Linked DNA regions of Zea mays: region 1 is linked to region 2. Evidence: chromatin contacts called from public Hi-C data. All regions are on one chromosome and are shown on one strand. The core of a region is the stretch at or near the end of the contact, and the rest is flanking DNA. Distances in the headings are between cores, read along the strand shown.

Evidence for each region. Hi-C and Micro-C count contacts between places; a contact is called where the count stands out from the background.
Region 1: a contact with region 2 is called in a Hi-C map of tassel, with 2.6 times the contacts expected there. The contact joins the promoter of LOC100285860 here to the enhancer-like site in region 2. A contact is called at or near these places in 4 of 25 Hi-C or Micro-C datasets (ear, endosperm, leaf and 1 more).

Annotation. Positions count from the first base shown.
Region 1 is chr9:122,330,756-122,333,675 of Zm-B73-REFERENCE-NAM-5.0, forward strand. LOC100285860 (trehalose-phosphate phosphatase) reads left to right here and starts at 1,312. Exons shown (of 11, transcript NM_001158750.1): 1 at 1,312-1,466; 2 at 2,825-2,920.
Region 2 is chr9:122,279,787-122,282,655 of Zm-B73-REFERENCE-NAM-5.0, forward strand. No RefSeq gene overlaps it. Among protein-coding and RNA genes, the nearest start is that of LOC100285860, 51 kb to the right of the region's middle. Within about 2 kb of position 1,530, at least 19 of the 20 cell types and tissues checked have an H3K27ac peak or open chromatin away from gene starts, as enhancers often do. A contact at or near this core is called in ear, endosperm, leaf and 1 more, where this site is marked.

The sequences.
Region 1 (2,920 bases), core at 62-2,561, 51 kb after region 2:
GACCCACACACTGTCTAACACTTTCCTTCTCTTTATTCTTTTTCTTATACATTATCATTAATATGACGTGGAGTCTATTAAACTATCTCTAACAGCTTACTCATCCGCATCTCATATTTCGAACTATATTATGTAAACAATGCAGTTACTTCAAGGTTCACCACATCTAAATTTTAGGCCAACTTGTGCGAGGCGACCGACGATACGACGTATTATTGCTTAAACCTGCCGAGCTACTTTTAGACTGTCCAAAATTATAAAATCCAAAAAACAAAATTATAAAATCCAAAAAACACATTAAATCTAATAAAAAAGAATAAAAAACAAGACAAATGAAATTACTAAGTTTCTATTAAGTTACTAGAGCTGTGCAATGACTGCCTCATTAAAACCCCTCTGGTCAGAAGGGAAAAAGGCTACAGTTAGTTTTACATAGAGTTCATAAGTTCTACACCATATCCTCTAATTCAAAAGCTACAAAAGAAACATCTAATTAGCATCAACTCCAGATTCATTCTTTATCAAAGTATATGAAAGTGTGGAAAATACGAATCCATTAAGAAAATGTGGTTCTCAAACTAGCACTTAATGAATATATGAGCCTTTTCATGCCTCCGTATGATCCATTTTTTTGTCTGTCTTAAACAGACCTTGTCTGTGCCCTCCTTGGGTCACGATTTCGACCCAAACACAATCCAAAATATCAGGCTGAGTCAATGTAACACTAAAATATTTCGAGTGATTTAGATCAGCCATACAACTTAGGTCATATACACGATCTGATGCGGTAGTTATAACCCACTCACACATATTATAAGTTTGTTAGATGAGCAAGATCTATTTGTTCATCTGTACTCCACGCATGGCGAGCCTAATCTTTGTCTTGCCTCGCTCAGGCCTTGTTCGGTTAGCTTTCAATTCATGTGGATTGAATGAGATTGGATGAGTTTAAATCCCAAACAAGTCAAATTTCTTAAGAATTTTTTTCAATCACATTCAATCCATGTGTACTGGGAATAACCGAACAAGGCCTCATGTGTGGGGCCTGGACCAGGCGAACCCTCCTGTCACTTCCCGCCACCCGCTCGCGTGAGCAAAAGCTCGCGCCAGCGATCCTCCATAGTCCATGCCCCGGTCGCTTTGGCCTTTGGGGTTAATCCCGTGACCAGCGAAAACGAGGCGAAACGCTGATGACCGAGATAACCGGTGACTGCTTTCTCCGCCTCCGCTTCTAGAAAGAGGACTGAAGGAGCGAGGCGACTGTCGCCGCCTATATTAATACGCGCCCTCCTCCAACTTCTCTCCTCTCCACTCCTTTCTCTCCCAGCTCCCAAAATTCCCTCTCCGTCGCCGCCGCTCCCAAAATCCCCTCTCCGTCGCCGCCTCTCGCCAGGTCGTTTCCAAGCCCCGTTGGGGGCCTCGCCGGCGCCGGCATTGGATATAACCTCGCCCGCTACCTCCGTCCGGTAAGGCTTCTCCTCCCGAGATCGGTCCCCTTGGAAACTATGTCACGTGGCTCATCTGGCACTCGTAGATCTCGCGCAGAATCGCTTGTCGTGTTCGTGTAATTTTTTCTTTCTTATTCGTGCGTATTCCTTGTCGTCTCCGCCTCCCCATGCGACGGCGACGGCCGTCGTCCCCATGGGGAATCTGTCCCGTCCCATGCGTGGAACTGTATGAGGCACCCCAAAGCCGAGTTTTTTAACCGAGCCGCCCACAACACGGCCGTGAGAGAGCAGGTGGGATGCAGAGGGAAGGGAGGGGAGCCGGAGAACGGTGTTGGCCGTGGGCTCGTGTTGGTTGGCTGTGTCCTGTGTGGGATTCTTCCTCGCGGGGGGTCCCTGCGGCCGAGACGGGGTTCGTCCAACTGGTCTGGAGACGTACCTTTTTCTTGCCCTTTTGCTGATTCTTTTTGGATGTATCGCGACTGGGAGTCTGGGAGGGAAATAAAAGACATCGTTGATGATTGTCGCACTGCACCCGATCTGGCTTTGTCCTCGAGGGCCCCCACGTATTTTGTTCTTGTTGGCTGGGGTTGGTGGGAGCTGTGTCTTTCACTGCCGCCGTTGCGAGAAGCATGTTGCAACTTGCATCGCCGAGGCTTTTCTTGCAAGCCTGGGTTGGCGCCGTCTGCTGTAGAGGATTATTAAGTGGCTGATAGATGCACATGCACCGATGGTCCAGTCGATTAGTTCTGTGATGATACGCGCTGATTACTGACCTAAGTCTCAATTATGTGCTTCCCTTCTGTTTTCCAGTGCCACTGCTGAACACTACCATGTGTGTTCAGTGTTCTCATGGGCACCCTGTGCAGTTCACCACGGTGGAGACTTTTCCGATGCCAGCAGCCGTGCATCTACCATTAGTACACATGGGTCTCACCAAACCATCTATTCAATTGTTGTGATTTGGCCTTAAATTCTTAATGATGGATGGATCAAACATCATTTTCCAACTAATATGTGGTAGTCCATAAAGGAATCATGGGCACCAGCTGATGTCTTTTTCATTTTCCTCCCTTGTAACTCCTGTCTTTTTCCTTTTAAAACTTGCAAGACAGAAACAGGAACTACGCTGTTCAATGTGGTCAATTATTTTTGCATTAGGTGGTGTGGCGTTTCATTAGACATTACATGTCAACACTTTTTTTGTTTTTTTTTCATTACTGTAGTGTATGCTGTGATTGTGCACAATTATTGTGCTTGGAACTGATTGGTATGTTGGTTGTTAGGTGTGCTGAACATGTATGTGCTTCAACATTTTGTAGCCCCCCCCCTAGTGATTGCTATGTTCAAGGCTTATCTTTTTTTCCCTTCCAATACAGAATGCAGGGCCTTGATATTTAATGGGCTGGAGGTGGTACATGCATGTTCGCAGTGACAAGAACACATTGAAACGTTGGTTTTTCATTGACAAGAGG
Region 2 (2,869 bases), core at 280-2,779:
GAGAAGACTTAAGTGCTTGCAAGGATCAGGGGGAGTAATTCTCCATGATATTTGACCTGTTTTGAACCATCATATTACGCTCTTTTCTTTGTATGAGTTTTGCCTTATTGAGGTTTTCTCATCCAAAGTTTTTAACGAGGTAATATCAACTAAGCTATATGCTTCATCATTGATTTTTCCCCAAGGGGGTTTTTACGAATGATGATTACAAGCATATTTTTCTTTTGGAGTTCAATGTGAGTTTTACTCATGATCCAAAAGCATTGTGTACTCCTTATTTTTCCCACAGGGTTTTTGAGGAGATGAAACATTGGACAACAGCTTGCAGATGATCAAATGGATATTGGTTGATCAAGGGGGAGTGTTACAAAATATTGTCCTGTGATCAACTGACAGTTACTCCCAAGGGACACACCCCTTGGGAGACTTTGTATCCCCTGTATAAATACATGACACTCTGCAATAAAGACAACAGTCTTGTCATTTCTCTCTGTCTCTCTCCACTGGGTTGCCCACTGATTTCTAACAGCTTTAACCCGCAAGATGGGCTGGCTCACCATGCGCCCTCGGCGTCCGATGTCATCAACCTGCCATGCCAGCTGGGTGAGTGGGAGGACAGAGGAAGGAAAACGGGCCGTAGCTCTGCAACTCCGCCCAGACATGCACTAACACGTTATGTACTGCCGTACGCAACAGGACGACGAGTCCAGTCACGTCCAGCGCGACGACGCCTGCACTGCACCGCAAGTCTGCCACGCATCACGCGGGAACGTGCATTCTGGGAGCCCTAGGCTGCACGCGAGAGCACGATGGTGATCTGGCGACACGTCGTCAGAGCACTGTAGCATGCAGCTGTGAATCGGTCTCTACGTACACGCTAGCTCGAACGGCTATGTAGGAGTGCATGTGCATGCATATACACAGCTAGCAGCTCTGTGTCGCAGCTTCAGCTTGCTTTGCAGCTTGGAACCGGTAAAAAAAAGGCTGGCTCTGCAATACAGCTGCTGACTCATCGTGACCTAGCTTGGATTCTTTCCAGCACATATGCAAGACGCAGCTGATTTTGATCGAACCATGCATGATGCATTATTTACTCCCCGTTTTAAAATATTAATCGTTGTAGCTCTTAACTTTTATGTCTATATTTATAATGATGGTAAATTTAGACACATATACAAAACACATGTATCAAGAATTGTGTGAACTCACTAACTCTTTAAAAACAACTGCTATTTTGAAACGAAGTAAGTACTTTGGAAGGTACGGGATTGTTCTAAGAACGAAAAACAAAGTCTCTGCAAAATTTGTGTGTCGCTGTCACGTTCCCTGCGTTGCATTTGCATGCCGCAAACGAGCTCATTTCTTTACGAATGTATGTATATAGTTCAATTCGTGCAACTACCACCGCTAGCATATGGCGCAACGTGCGGAAATAACAAACTAGTACTAGGCGTCTAGGCCAGTAGCGCGCGTTCGGTGCCAACTGCCAACTACCTGCACCGTGCGTTCCGTTGCAGAGGCGGAGGGCAATCTCGTCAAATCAGTGCATGCATGTTGCACGTTGCTTAAATTTTTATCGCGCCGCCTCGTCATCCCACACCGTCCATGTCCATCCATCGACGTCCTACCCGTCGGCCGGGTGGTGCTTCGGCCGCGTCGCGAACTCGTGAGATAGTGCTACGAATCCACACACACGTGCTCTCTCTCTAGTCTCTATGCATAATGTATCATAAAATTATATTATTTTCGTTCTCGGATATTTGAAGTTCGTTAGTTTATTTGAAACTACACCGTGGCAAATAAAAAAACAGAGAGAGTAAATACTAAGAATTTCTAAAATATTAGTGGAAACTATAATGTTCGATTCAGAATAAATCTAACGTGACATGTACAAGAGGGGACTAGCAAATCAACACCCGTGTAGTTTTTTTATATCAGCAGCCATAGTTTTTTATTTATAAAATGATATCGTCCTAAACGTCTTCCTTGGAGCACAAGTCATCGTCCCACCTACTATCGATCTCAGTCAGAGTATCGAACATTCATAGTATACAGTAAGTAATCAACAAACAAACAAAACGGAGCAAATCAAGTTGTCAAACACGCCACCGGCATGGCATCATACGCGTACGTACTTTAGCGGTGGCAAAAGTTTCCAAGCTACATTTACTACCGTAGAGACGTACTTATATATACATTGTACTATTTTTTTAAAAAAATATACTAATATTCCTTTTCCTCGCGCAACAAGAAATTAAATAAACCAAATCAACGGAGTAGTTGCGTGGCACGTACTCTGAGTCATCATACTAATTCGTGGTCGTCGTTAATGGAAAGCAAAATAGGAAAGAAGAAATTAGTTTGCTTCGTGACAGACGACGTCGTAGGATCCACGACGCCGCTGGAGGATGCCTGGATTCGGCGGGCTAGCTGAAGCTTCTGCAGAATTTTTCGCGCGTTGACGTTGCTCAGTTGTTGCTTGGTTTCGTCGGTGATTATTATTCTGGGATGGACTGGCTTGCCCGGGCCCGGCTGCCCGCCCTCTCATTGTTCATTCAGAGAAAAATATTTAAATCAGGCAGACCCACACGTAATTCGTACGTGTCATGGTTCCAGACTGCATGCCACCCGCCGACTTTTTTTTTTGTTTGAGTCCACGCTTTCACCGTCAGCGCCACGCACGCGCGTGCTGAGTTTTTCGTGGACGCTCGAACGCCCGGTGCATATACTCGCACTGAGACAAAACCATGGTGACGATGCTCCAACCAAGACCACGTGCGCAACGAGCTCTGTTGAGCTCCGTTTTTTAGCAACTAAATATTAACTCTATTACATCAAACACCTTAAACACTTCCTGTTAATAGTCTAA